3 separate regions of the Zea mays genome follow, and regions 1 and 3 are each linked to region 2. A link is a contact called in public Hi-C data. All regions are on one chromosome and are shown on one strand. The core of a region is the stretch at or near the end of the contact, and the rest is flanking DNA. Distances in the headings are between cores, read along the strand shown.

Region 1 (4,447 bases), core at 778-3,277, 290 kb before region 2:
CCATAGTTCCTGATTCATATAACGAATCAATAACCATAGTTTGCATCCTAGTATCAGAGTACCATAATAAGAGAACTTACAAGAAGATAGCTATGAAGAAGAGCATGTATAATGACAAGTGCACAAGGTCACTGATGAGCTCCAAGTAAAATGTATAAACTGCCTTTCTCTCCCATTGACCTTCCATTAGCATGTCACTGACATAGAATATGTACTTCACAAATGTTGATAAAGTGGATGTTGCTAGTATCGTATATCTGAAACATGATTTATACTTGTTAGCTATTATTGAGTATTTTGAATCTTGAAATAAGAAAAGGCAGACCCAGTGCCAGAGTAGAATAAGAACTATACCCAACCTGCAAGCCATACGCCTTGCCTTGGAAGGAACAAGAAAAAAAATGATAGTGTAGCTAATGTTTCATGCTAATGGGCCTAATACTTTGCAACACTTAATGTATTGCTCAAACCTAAACAGACAACTGCACAAGCTCATAGCCTAACATTTCATAATATAGCAACAACAACATATAGATGAACTGATTAGCAAGATTGAGAATATTGAGGTAGTGAAATTAAGATATATTCATGGCTTAGCATATACACATCAAGCAAACAAAAAAAGAACAATAACTGCAAATCTGGCATTATTCATATGGTATAGGGCAGTGCAAACTGCAAAGGACGATACACAAAATGGAAAGAGGTCGTGTTACTGAAGAATTAAGATCTTTGTGGTAGCCTTGCAGGCATGGTACAGTGCAACTACAAAAAGACACTCGCTTGATATATAGACCTAACATATAGTACTTAGTTTTGCAATTTGTTGTCCATCATATTGGGAAATGCCATTTGAAAGAGTTCACTCATTTTAATCGATCTCTACACCTACTCTAATATTGTTGCGAAAGAGGATCGAATATTGTAGCGTGTCATATTGATACAGTGATAAAGTGAAAACAGAAAGCATAGATACATCTCAGGAATTTCCATGCACATAAAAAAAGGCATTTAGGCAAAATTAAAGAAACGAAAACTGAGCTTACTCAAAGGAGAAGAAGATGGCAACAGACGCCTCCCGCTTCTGTATGAGTGACCTGAGTGAGTTTGACAGGAAGAGGCAATCGACCGTGAGCAGGAAAACCATGAAGGATACAATCCTGATGTGCGAGAGCAAGGGCACGGAGGGTGTGGTCTCGATGTACTCGACCCTCTTCTGCGCGAGCCAGTGCAGTGCCTTAACAAGAAGCAGTGCAGCGACCATGGCAAGGAAGGACACCGAGAAGTCCTGCCGGAAGATGGTGACGGCGAAGAGAATCTCGATGACCTCCCGCCAGGACTGCTCGTTGAGGCGCTCGACCTCGGCCTCCCGGAGGGAGCCGAGGAAGAGACGCCTGGCGAGCTGCCAGGCGACGCACATGGCAACCAGGCCCGTGTTGAGGAGCAGCACGAAGCAGATCTTGGAGGTGGAGAGGTACACCATCGCCGGGTAGAACTGCTCCCGGCTGCTGAACGCGTAGTACGCCGCCGAAGCCGTCGCCAGCAGGCTGAACGCCGCGTACATGGGTAGTCGGATCATCTTCGCCACCGGAAAATCCCACAACAAAACTTCCGCAATGAAACCGCACCAGAACAGCACTGGGTCGCCTAGAAGAAACGAATGATCCAAAATTACCAGGCGCGATATACAGGGAAACAAATCTCAGAAGTCAGCCAGCTAATCCAAGCAAAGGGGGCAGAGCCAGTCACGGACATGGGCGATAATATATTTGGAGAGAGAGAGAGAGAGAGAGAGAGAGAGTGGTAGACATTAAACAGGCATACATGTACACTCAGATCCGGATACTCATAGCCAAATAGCTTAAGTTAGGGTTTGGAAGCTCCGTTTCGAACAGTACGAGAAGGGGTGGGCATACGGTATACCTGGTGGATGCTCTTCGCCGGCGAAGGACCCGACGGAACCTGGCACCTGGCGTAGGGCGTCAGCGTCGGCGTCGGTCGTCTTCGTCGCCACGAGAGAAAAGAGGGATGGACGCCTGAACGGGAGAAGAATTCGAAGAAACAGGAACGGCAATGGTGGAGCCGCAGTCCGGTGCTGTTTTGCCTGGGCCTGGAGCAGGCATGGAAACTGCCTGTCTAGGGGCTCTAGGCCCATTGGTCCGAAACAGATCCTTCGCGCTTTGTCTGAACAATTGAACTTGTCGTACCGATATGAAGAAATTTGAGATCAGCTTCTGACCTTTGTCTTTTCTTCTGATAGAGTTTTATTCAAGTATTTATTGTTTAGAAATACTATTTTTTTCTGAAGCAGGGTAGACGCAGGCGGACATCGAATTCAATCAGCCCCCCCCCTCCCTTCCGTTTTTCTCTTGCTGCTGCTGGTGGTGGGCTTTACCTTTATAAAATAGCTCTATCGATAGAGCTAAGTTGTTTTGATAAATTATTTGGTAAAATAACTTTACACGTAGTTATTTGGTTTCATTCTCCACGTATCTTTGGTGAGAATACGATTTAAGATAGTGTTTGGTTGAGGAGTCAAGTAGAACGGAGTCGTTTCATCCCTGATTCTAGGAACGGAGCCGCTTTGTTCTGTGTTTGGTAATCTGGAACAGAGCGGCTCTGTTTTTTGTTTGGTTAGATAGTGAACGGAACGGAGCGTGATGCGAGCGGGCTGGAAACGGAGCGGCTCCGTCCGGTTGATTTTTTGGAGCGGGATGGTTCCGGGTCTGAGGAGAATATTTCCTAATTGGAGTCATTCCGTTCTAGTTACTTTGTAACCAAACAACAACAAAACTGGGACAGAACGGCTCCGTTCTACTTGGCTCTTCAACCAAACACTACCTAAGAGAGCCCTTGAGGTGAAACAGTCATTTGGCATAAAAGGACTCCGAACGTCTTTAGGGCTTGTTTGATAGTAAGAGTAGTAGAAAGGATTGAGGGGACCAAAATCTATTACCATTCAAGTCTTATTAGTAAAAGATTTTGATCTTCTAAATCCTCTCCATTACCCTTGGTCCCAAACGTGACCTTAGAGCAACTCTAAGAGTGACTTAAAATAGCGTATTAAATTAAATTATAAGGCAAAAGGTTAAAAAGAGCACTCCAACGACCACCTTATTTAAAACAAATATCAAAAATATAGGACATGACTAAATGTGTCTCAAATATACAACACTGTCTAGTTGTTCCCTATCTCACTCGCGCCATATCTGGATAATGGGTGTCTGATAAATATACAACACTCATAATGGGCTCTGCTCGGTCCCACGTTATAGTGTCGGGAGCGTTAAGGGTCATACGTGATCATGTCTCATCCTATTGACAGGGACTCTAACGCCTCCCCGCCGTGCCGTGGCATCAGCCAAGACGGTATTTAGTGGCGACATGCCTTATCGTGGCTGGCGTGGGTCAACATTGTTTGCCTCGTTTTCACGTTAAGCGGGTGTAGGTGTGCGCCTACCCGCCATGTGGCAGAGGGTCGTGTAACTGGAACCCACGGATGTACCAGCCCTCGCCACAGGCCCTTATGCCCCCACCTAGCCCAGTTGCTTGCGCAAGCTTTGATCGAATCACCCCCCTCACGTAGTTGCTCGGTGGGAGTTGGTAGGGACGCCCACCTCATCCAGTTGCTCAGCGAGGCATGGTTGGTCCGTCCGCCTCGCCCACTTCCATGGTGGGACTTGGTCGGTCCGTTCACCTCGCCTGGTAACTCGGCGGGACTTGGCTGGTCTTACTCTCGTGGCTTCTTGCCTAGTTGGGCCACCATAAGTAATGGATCTACTTTGGATACCTCGTTCCTGAGACCCGTTAGCAGCACCCGAGCTTTTGAGCAACTCTTTGGAGTTGCTCAAAGGCTTTCTTGTTGGGAATCAGGATTTTTGATGCGCGCAAGCGCGTTTGCTAGATGTAGCCCTCCCCCCGAGTAATATGTGAGGATTGCTTAGGGGGGTATTTCACGAGTGTGGCGTTTTCGCGGCTTTGGGCGGACCCTCTTTTGCGATGGTTGGCTCGGTTTTATGTCTGATAATGTGCTTAGTGGATGTCGATGACGCGTTTGGGCTCGGTTGTTTGGTAGTTTTTTTGCACGCATCTCTCCCCAGAGAGATTTCTAGTCTTTTGGGGGAGGTTCGTCCATCACCGACCTAGTCGCGCGTGGAGAGGGAGGTCGTCGAGCTGCTAATGGGTTATCCAAGTGAGATCTGACCGCCCTCAGGTAGGGTTTGGTATGGCTAGTGGTCCCACTTGGGGGCTCGCCCCGTTGGGTGAATCTCATACAATCCTTCCTTACTCGACCCTCTATCGGCCCTCTGGTTCGACATGCGACCAAAGGGGGGTCAGTGGCACCCCATCAGCTGGTTTAACGCAAGGGACTGTGAGGTACGACCTTAGACACGTTCTCAACCCCAAATTAACTATGAGTATAATTACATTGGTGTGGTCGTCGACC
Region 2 (4,898 bases), core at 790-3,289:
TACTAATGAGATTAATTGAAACTTAAAAACTTGTAACACGTGTAACACAAAAATTATAATTGCCCGGTCACGTGTAACATGTCCGGTCTTGCAGGGAACTATATCTGCCCGGTCTTGCAGGGGACTGCAAAATTAAAGCCACCAATTCCGTGCGATTCGATCATAGTGGGCTGTTGCCACTATATATCAAAGATTTCGTCCTTTTTTTACTTAATAGATTCTTTCAATACATCTTTAAAAATTGCTCTCACCTCTTTTATAGTACAAACCAAGGTGAAGTTAAAAACAGTAGCTTTTCTCAGTTTTCTTTTTACTATCTTTCCATAAAAGCGGTTTTACCGAAAGTTTATAACAATACATTTAGCTCTATCGCTAAAACTATTTTTTGAAAGCAAAGACAACTAAAAAAACATTTCACCGGTGAAAATGACCGTACTGTATACGTCATGTTTAAGACTAGCTTGGTAACTCTATTTTTCTAAGTAATTTCTATTTTTTTTAAAAAAAAATAAACTAATTTTCCTAAAAAAATAAAAATCCTTACAAATAAGGTTATCCAACTAGTCCTTGAAATCGTTTTCGGTCTGTCCCCCGCACACACGCATACCAGCATTTCATTTCGTTTTCAGATACAGATTTGGCGAGAGGCGAGTGACGCTTTACCTCCGCCACTTGCCAAAAGCTAGCAGAGACACCAAACATGGATGGGGGCCCGCCTGCATCCTAATGTTTTGTGACATCACCCTTACCTTAGCATGTTCTTGATAGTGCCGACGTCTGTCCTTCCAAATTCTAGATAGCACATTTAGTGGGGGGTAGCCATGTTGGCATTTTCCAAAGAGCACTGATGTGTTAGTTGAAACTGGAACTCATCTCTTCTTAATAAATATATTATACATAGTTTATACTGTGACATATCATGAATATAAAACGTACATCAATTACTTTCTCCTATATTAGCAGACAATAAATGTGGGCAATTTAGGCCATTATCATTTTCATTCTCGTTAAATACAGTGACACATCATCAAATCTGGTGACATGGTAGCCTATTTATTATGAGAGAGATAAAATGAGTTTCATGGGAATGAAACTAGGCATACACGGTTACCTAGCTAGACATGTTGTGTCTTGCATATTGCCGATGAAACCACACCAAATGAAACTGTCCACTGACAATGAAAAGTCTCATACATGCATGGTTGCATTCGTTCCATGATGATGTGGCACTTAGGAAACATAAATATGAAATCTTTCATTGAGAAGGGCCTGATAAGCATTCCAGGAGTACCTAAGGGTATTTTTATAACGGTAAATGTAGGAAATCTAGGCGCCGGTTAGGTATTAACTACATCTTTTTATTTTTTTCCTCGTAAATAGTAGTTATGTATGTTTTAGATACAGTACGTTCCTAGGTTATTTTAGACTATTTTCATCATCGCAAAGGCGTGATTAGGAGTGTATACAAAGGTTAACGGGTTACATTATATCAGTAGTGGTTTAGACTTTGAAAATAGGCAACTACTGAATTTAACCAAACCCATATATATCGATGTGTTATCTATGGCCCTATTGACTTCATTCCAAGCTTTGCCAGTAAAGGAGAAGATCAATATATATTCCAGTCTTGTGTTTCTGCCACTTTGCCTGGTACGTACGTGTCTGTCCTCTATTCTTGTAAAGAATTACATAATTTCTGCGAGGTTTTATAAAAAAAATAGACAATTTATGTGTGTGAATGCACCGGGCACACGCGCCACACAGCATTTTATTGATCGATCGACCTGACACAAAGCGTGTCAACACCAAGTCAAGAACACAGCGAGGAACAAAAGTTCTCGAGAGAGTGGGCTAGCCATCATAGCTAGCTTTACCATACACGAAGCAACATCCACTGGTCGGCCGGCCGGTGGCATTCATGCAATATGCACTTGGACCTTTGTGTCAGATTTTCATAGAGCATTATATTCCATTTAAACTAAAAAATATACTAGTGCGTATACTATATAACAATCCACCACTGCGTGCAAGTGCAACCCCCTACACCACTAGCGTGCACACACAATTGTGAAAGAAAGAAAAAAACACTTGTGATCTTGTTCTTTCCAACTTACAAGAACAGCTAGAGAGAGCTTCAGAACTCTTGCCACAATTCTCTATAGGTCTTGCGTGTGTGTAGCTCCTTTGCAGCTACCTCTTTGACCAGCTAGCTTGCCTGCCATCATCATGGGAAACTGCCTGGTGATTCAAGACAGGAAGGAGATCAAGATCATGAGCATGGGCGGCGGCGGCGGCGAGGTCCTCAAGATGCCATCCCCGCCGGGCAGCTTGAGTAAGGCGGCCGACGATGTCATCGTCGACGCCGACGCTGCTGCAGCTGGCGCCGCTGCCGTCGTCAGGGTGAAGCTGGTGATCAGCAAGCAGGAGCTGAAGAAGATGCTCGACAGGGAGGGCGTGTCGCTGGACGACGTGGTGTCGTCTCTCGTGCTGCGCAATCGAGAACTGGAGGAGGTCTGCTGCGGAGGGTGGCGGCCGGCGCTCGAGAGCATACCGGAAGGCAGCGATCTCTAGCATGCACGTACGACAGCGCCTGGCATCGGTCGTTCAGATGTCTAGCTCTAGCTTGTGGAAGTCACTGGATCAGTGACGGTCGTGCCTACACTACACTGGAGTACACAAGATACTTTTTGGGAATAAGCGTAAGCAAAACATGTGTGTGCTGGGTATAACATTATATACACATATATATAGAGAGAAAGATAGTATTGGTAGGAGTTTTGAGATAGGGATTCTCTTCATCTTTTCTTGCTGCCTACGTGTGCTTGTAAAGAAGAGGTAAAGATGATCCTGGAAATCAAGCAAGTCCTTTATGCATGTATACTATATACTATGTGTCCTAATCAGTGATTCAGTCATCACAGTTACAATCCCAAGGGATCCATATATATATATAAGCTGCTTCTTATATATTTGGTGTTTACTAATTCTCAGTCCTATCTTTAAGACGGCGAGAGTTTTATTGTATTTTAGAAAAGAATGATTGAATTCATAAGAAAATCGGACCCGAGAACCGTATATTAGTTCATGGCTTTCAATACTGAAGATACTTGGTTCGCCACCAAGGTCTGTGCTTGCCATGATCACCACAACCACGTCCACTCGATCGCATCACTGAAAGAGACTCCGCAGTGGTTGGTGGTGCGCGCCTCTAGCCTAGCTGGAAATCAATGCAATGACAAAAACGGCAGCAATTTTCAGTTCAAATACTGATCGATGGGAAGTTGGGCCGGGATGAGCACACAGCTAGAGCTGACGAGGCCCTGTCGTAATTTTACGACCAAGTATCACCGTCGCCATAGGTGCCACACGCGCTCATACTGGGCCCTAAAGGCTAGTTTAGGCCCGCATACGTAGCCACTCTCAGTCTCCTAGTCTCATGTGGCGATTGTCCATACCAACCCATCTAGCCCACCCAAGCCCAACGATCACCTAGGCAGCCTCCACCGCCATGAGCCCAGGACGCCTCTACGCCCTCAATCTCCAAAGACGTGACTCCAAATAGTAACCTAAAATTAAAATAATACATCATTTAATGGTGCACCCATTAGTGTCCTACATGCCATATTTCCAGCGTGTCCAAATAAAAATAGAATCCCTTGATTTATGGTGGCCGTATCAGACGTGGAGGCACTTGGTTGGGAGTGAATCAACATTTACACTATATCTAACAATATTTGTGCTCAATCTTGAAAATTTTTACGATCATTAATACAACACATCAGAGTTAGTAACGTCTCTCACGTTAGCTCGTTATTTACATTCAAGATAAGGATTTTTACGTTTAAAACTGAAGATTTTTACGCTCGAACCTGAAGTATATCCACCAGTCTACTGCATGCCATTTTTTTAAGTGCATAGTGAAAAGAGAATACATTGATTTATGGTGCTCGTGACTCAAAAAAATCAATTTTCCTAATCAACTCACCTAATCAAATTCTTGATTTTATGGTGGCAGTATGGACGTGGGGGGCTATTGGTAGGAAGTGAGTCAACATTTATGTTATATCTAACACTTTTGATGCTCAAACTTGAGGATTTTTACAGTCAAAACTGAGGATTTTACGCTATTCAGAGTAGGTATTTATGCTAACATATACAAATTTTTTATGCTATAATTAACTCGGTATCATATACTCGTTTCTTGAAATTATGATCTAATTAAGACTATTTTACGACACACATAGATATATCTTATACATTTTGTTTGATTCTCTATAAAATCACGACATTGAATGTTATGTTTTTACGATTATGTGGGAAAACAACATATTTTTCCACATGATCTCTCGTTCGTGCTTAACTACCGCGAGGGCGCAAGCAGTAAAACAGATCCCAAGATTTTTGTTGTACGCAAAGAAACGGGTCCGAGATTTATATAGCTACTACAAATCAGGCAATAACGAGGTTTCAACAACTGCTGCACCAAGGGGGTGTTTGGTTCTAGGGACTAAAGATTAGTCTATAGTTTTTAGTGCCATTTAGCTCCTTTTTTACCAAACACTAGGACTAAAATATAGACTAAAATGATTTAGTCTTTAGTCCTTCACATATGTGCTAAAAGAGACTAAAAGCCTACATGAGTGTATTCCAAGTGCATTTGAGTCTATTTAGTCCCTAGAACCAAACAATTAGGGACTAAAGTTTAGTTGTAGAACTAAAATTTAGTCCTAAGACTAATTGAAACCAAACATGGCACAAATAATGCACATGTACATGCATCCAAATCTTTCCTTATTCTTTTAGGCATGATAGATAGAAAATGCGAAGGCATAATTTTCTTCCATCTGTGGCTGCTCAGTTCATGCACCAACCCAATCCAATCATATACATTAATTCCC
Region 3 (4,775 bases), core at 1,524-4,023, 470 kb before region 2:
AGGGGTTACATATATAGGGGCAGCAGCCCCCAGGGAGAAACCTAAGTGTTGGCTAAGAGGGAGATGCGGCAACACTAGGTGCCAGGCGCGACCATAGGACCTTACGCAGAAAGATGTCCCAGCCCACCTTAATACATATACATCAAATTCTAACACCCCTGTAGTCGAAGCTCTAGCCACAACAGATGTTGAGACTGGACTGAAACTCCAAAAACACCGTAGAGGGGAGGCCCTTCATGAAGATGTTCATGAACTGTGATGTCATTGGGATATGGAGGGCATGGACATGACCGATGGCGACCTTCTCTCGAATGAAGTGGAGATCAATCTCCACATGCTTCATTAGCGGATGTTGGATGGGGTTGCTATAGAGGTAGATGGTGCTGATGTTATCGCAGTAGACGAGGGTGCTCCGCATTGAAAGGGAAATATGTTATATAGCCATTTCTACCTATTTTGGTGATTAAGTGTCCAATACACCACGATGGACTAACTAGTTTGATATGAGTATGAGCACAGGTCTACTTGAAGGCAATTTGAAGGTTCTTAAGTCCTAAAGAACTGAACTGGAGGCTAGAAAGTGCTACTTTCGGTAAAAGGGTAAAACCATAAGGTTTGATTGCTTAGATAAGTTGCATATGTGTCATACTATGTTTCTAGCACTTTTGTTTGATCTCTAACTCAATTCTATAGTTTGATCCATAATGCAAATCCTAATGAAACTATGGTGAAAAGGTCAGTTTTCTCTACGAGAGTGGTGCGGTTCCATTTTTTATTTCAAGAGCGCAGTGGCTCCATTTCAGATTTCGAGAGCAGAGTGGAATCCGTCCATTTTCTGTTTAGACCCACCTATTTTTTGGAGCGATCTTGTCATGAATCTGATAGAAATATTCCTAATTTAGGGCTAGTTTGGAAACTTAAATTCCCCTCCAGGATTCCTGGTGATTGAGTGAGAAAATGATCCAGAGGGAATGTAAGTTTCCAAACTAACCTTTAGAGTTGCTTCACTTCGACAGCTCTGTTCGTTCTCTAACCAAACGTAGAATGGAATGAATATATCCCACCTCGCTCCCTAACCAAACTGACTATTGGTCACTTGCTTTTGATTGTTGTATAGAACCAAAAACAAGGCAACACAGTGTTAAACAGTAGGGATCTTCGTCCTTAAAGTATTATCTCTTCGGGATAATAGCTTTAGGACAAAGATGGTGATGGACACTTCGGAATGCCAAAGACATGAGTTAACACATTACATGTTCTTTCCTTCATTTAACTTTGATCTGAAGGTTATATGGAGGAAGGAAATAACAAACAGAAGACTTGTGCATCTTTTAATCGTAATAGAAAGTGTGAATAATAAAAGATAAATTTGACTTATCTGTGTATCCGTCTCAAATATCATTCCTTATAAAATGATAAACGTTTACTAGCATACCTTCGGTTTCACACAAATGAGAGCTCGAAGTAAATCTTAGAAACTGAACAAGGGAGAGTTCTTTTCCTTCTATTTTCTCCAAAAAAAAGGTGCCCTATACATGATACTGTTCATCCATTTATAGGGGAGAGGTACAACTTCGTGTGAAATTACAATTATGTCCACAAAACTTGTATATATGATATACAAACGACACAAGGGTAGTATTGACTTCTATTTTTATCATCTTGACAACAAAATCTTGTGAACACCTTCTTTCAGCCTTGTTTGACTTCTGTCATCGTCTTCATGTATTATCATGACAAAGCTAATGCCTTTATCATTTTCTTAATTTATTCCGAAGGTGGGTACCGCTGAAGATGATACTGCCGAAGCACATGTGATACTTAGAGATGTATCGAAAAATAATGGTTAACTTATGTTTTTTAGACATTCGAAAGACGAAACCCAATACTGACCATAAAAATTGTTCATTAATGGCAGAACGGGGACCAAATAAGCATGTTCATGTACTGCTTTGCTGCTCATAAACACGCACATGCCAAATCCCAAACTCGACCGCGGCAGGTCGGCCGTTCACGGGCGGCGGGTCGGAGCAATCCGATCCCTTCCTTGCCCTGCATCCGCCAATGCACCCTTCTGTAGCAGAGGGCGACGCCCGAGCCGCCCGCAATGGCTGCGTGCACCTACAAGCTTTTGCCTTTCTGTTCTCATGTTACGTTAGGAGTACGTGACGGGCAGACCGGAGACCACCGGCCACCGCGCGCACGGTTGGTTGGTTGGTTCACTGCACGACGTGGTACCACTAGTAGGCTAGGCAGGCAGGCAGGAAGGAAGGAAGGCTTCGTCATCCACCTCAGCCGGTCAGCCCTCAACCCCAATTTACACGTCGGCCGGTCAAAGGCGCGCGCCGTACATTGGCCGCGGTCGACGCTCGCCGTGGCCCACGCGCCCGCGACAACGACGACGGGCGCGGTGAGATGGTGGGCGGGAGCCGTCGCTGTCGCCATCGTCAGACAAGAGAAGCTTCAGTTCGTCCTGTGTCATAAACAAAACGGAAAGAAAACCCGTCGTAGCGGACTTTTCGCGGAGCTTGCTTTCCTGGAACGCAAAGGCCACCGCGAGAGCGAGAGCGAGCTACTAGACGCCTGCCTTCACCTGCACGATGCACTGCGCCGTGGCTTCTCGTCAGCTCTCTCTGCCGCGTCCCCATGCAGCTGCTACCGGTGGGTCGAGGCATGCACTCACATCACAGGGCACAGGCACAGAAACACCTCGCTTTCTCGCCCTCCCCCTAGATACCCATTTATAAACCAACGAACAAGCCAGTAGCTAGCCAAATCCTTGCTGCCCTCCCTCCTCCGACGCCGGAGGCCATCAGAAACGCGCGTGCGCGCCCGCGCAACCACCACCACAACCCCTTTCCTATCCACGTTCTCCGGCCTCGCTCCTACTGTCTCCCGGTCGGCCGCCCACCGGCCATCGTTCGTCTCATCCCATGGGTGTTGGGGCGATGGAAGCCTCTTCTCCGGCCGGCGACGACGTCGGCGGCACGGGCATCGAGGACCTCCCGGCGGACGTCCTCGCCCTCGTGCTCCGCCGCCTGGATGGCGCGTCGCTGGCGGCGGTCGGCTGCGCGAGCTCCGGCCTCCGCAGCCTCGCCACCGACCCGGCCACGTGGCGGGCGCTCTGCTTCGCCATGTGGCCCTCCGTCCGCGACCTGCCCTGCACAGGCCGCGTCGACGGCGGTCACCGGGCGCTCTTCGCCGACGCCTTCCCCTTCCCGTGCTCGGTCTCCCCTCCCACGCCGCCGCAGCCCCTGCCCGCGCGCCTCGTGTCGGCCGTCGACCTGCGCCACGCGGGGGTCTGCGTCCTGTCGCGCGTCGTGGAGACGGACGCCGCCTCCGACTGGTTCCTGGGCGCGCCGTTCCGCGTCGACGCGCTGCTGCAGGAGGGCTTCACGTCGCCGGCCGCCGCGGCGATCGCGCCGGCCGACCTCGAGCTCAGCTGGGTCCTCTTCGACCCGGCCACCGGCCGCGCGCTCAACGCGTCCAGCCGCCGCGCCGTGGCCGTCGACCGCAAGTGGCTCACGGGGGACACCGTGGCGCGCTTCGCCGTCGTGCTCGGCGGCGGCGTCGCGCTCGACGCCGCCGTCACGTGCGACGAGCGCCGCGGCCACGTCCGGGAGGTCAGCCTGCGCGTCGAGGACGCCGACGGCGCCGGCGTCAGCGGCAGGGACGGGCTGGCCGCCGTCGCCGCCGCCATGGCCGCGCCCAGGCGGGGGTGCCGCGGCGCGGCGGAGGACGTGGCCAGGCTCAGGTACGAGGAGTTCGTCAGGGGGAAAAGGGCGCGCAAGGAGTCGAAGGCCAGGCGCGAGGGCATCCTTGATCTCTGCTGCTCTGGCGTCGGCGCCGCCGCCTTCCTCGGCTTCCTGGTCATGCTCACGTTCCGGTGAACTCGTCCGATTCGGCCCGCCCGGGCATTCGGGCATCGCGAACACCACAACCACTAGAGAGTGCCGTTGACATGTACAGTGTAGTTCAGGGAATGTGAATATGATTGGGTTGTAGGTTATACGGTCGCCTGTCAAACAACAGGGAAAGTCAGCATCATATCTCTCTTTTTTTCTCCTTTTCCAGAAAGCGAAGTTAATAAGAATTAAAAAAAAACTTCTAGAATCTCAGTGCTGTAATTTGTCCACGCCAAAGCACATCAAATTCCAACGTTCTTGAACAGGCTAGTTTTACTTCCGCTTCTCACACTGCCAACACGGATATTTGGAACCAAGGGACCCCACAGATACTACCAACCATTCCTATAGTACTCTACACCAATACACTAACACAAACCTATACAATAGTACGGGAAGGGAAGCATGCAAAAAAGTCAAAGGAAAATTACAGGCACATTCTTGCCACGAGCCAGAAAACTCCCGACAAGACTAAGCAAGCAGCCTATACAAGTGATCTCTGCAATTCCCGGCACACCAGATCAACGAACTCGTCGCTCTGTCAGGCATTTGGTGAGAGTTAGAGAAAATGATGATACCGATCCAAAACAGTTGTACCCTGTATGTTTTCAGTGTGGACAATTTTTACCTGAACAAGTCTCTGTAGAGCGTCTTTGACTCTATCCCTTGTAACAGTAAGTCTATCACTGTGTGAGGGGTTAAGGGAAGGAGGTGGAGTGGGCGGTGGAAAGGGCTGGAGCAGTGGGGTGCCATACTGAGAACGTTGAATAGATGCCGCCGAAGTGGGATGAAGAGGTGGCGCAGTAGGAACCACAGATGCACCCGGCGGAGCCAGTGGAGCTGAAGAGGATGGTGGAGGCGCAAAGAAAT

What was found. Hi-C and Micro-C count contacts between places; a contact is called where the count stands out from the background.
Region 1: a contact with region 2 is called in a Hi-C map of ear, with 2.1 times the contacts expected there. The contact joins the promoter of LOC100217233 here to the promoter of LOC100278192 in region 2. A contact is called at or near these places in 2 of 25 Hi-C or Micro-C datasets (bundle sheath and ear).
Region 3: a Hi-C map of bundle sheath shows a contact between it and region 2, with 6 times the contacts expected there. The contact joins the promoter of LOC100284845 here to the promoter of LOC100278192 in region 2. A contact is called at or near these places in 2 of 25 Hi-C or Micro-C datasets (bundle sheath and leaf).

What each region holds. Positions count from the first base shown.
Region 1 is chr2:147,476,730-147,481,176 of Zm-B73-REFERENCE-NAM-5.0, forward strand. LOC100217233 (ERAD-associated E3 ubiquitin-protein ligase HRD1A) reads right to left here and starts at 2,028. Exons shown (of 8, transcript NM_001143588.1): 1 at 1,924-2,028; 2 at 1,047-1,647; 3 at 81-257; 4 at 1-9. The coding sequence starts at 1,579.
Region 2 is chr2:147,766,581-147,771,478 of Zm-B73-REFERENCE-NAM-5.0, forward strand. LOC100278192 reads left to right here and starts at 2,040. Exons shown (of 1, transcript NM_001367309.1): 1 at 2,040-2,878. The coding sequence starts at 2,227. The coding sequence ends at 2,571.
Region 3 is chr2:147,300,014-147,304,788 of Zm-B73-REFERENCE-NAM-5.0, forward strand. It overlaps LOC100284845 (F-box domain containing protein), which reads left to right and starts at 2,774. Exons shown (of 1, transcript NM_001157740.2): 1 at 2,774-4,529. The coding sequence starts at 2,934. The coding sequence ends at 3,890. LOC100279265 (Dcp1-like decapping family) reads right to left here. Exons shown (of 8, transcript NM_001152286.1): 7 at 4,534-4,775; 8 at 4,074-4,443. The coding sequence ends at 4,390.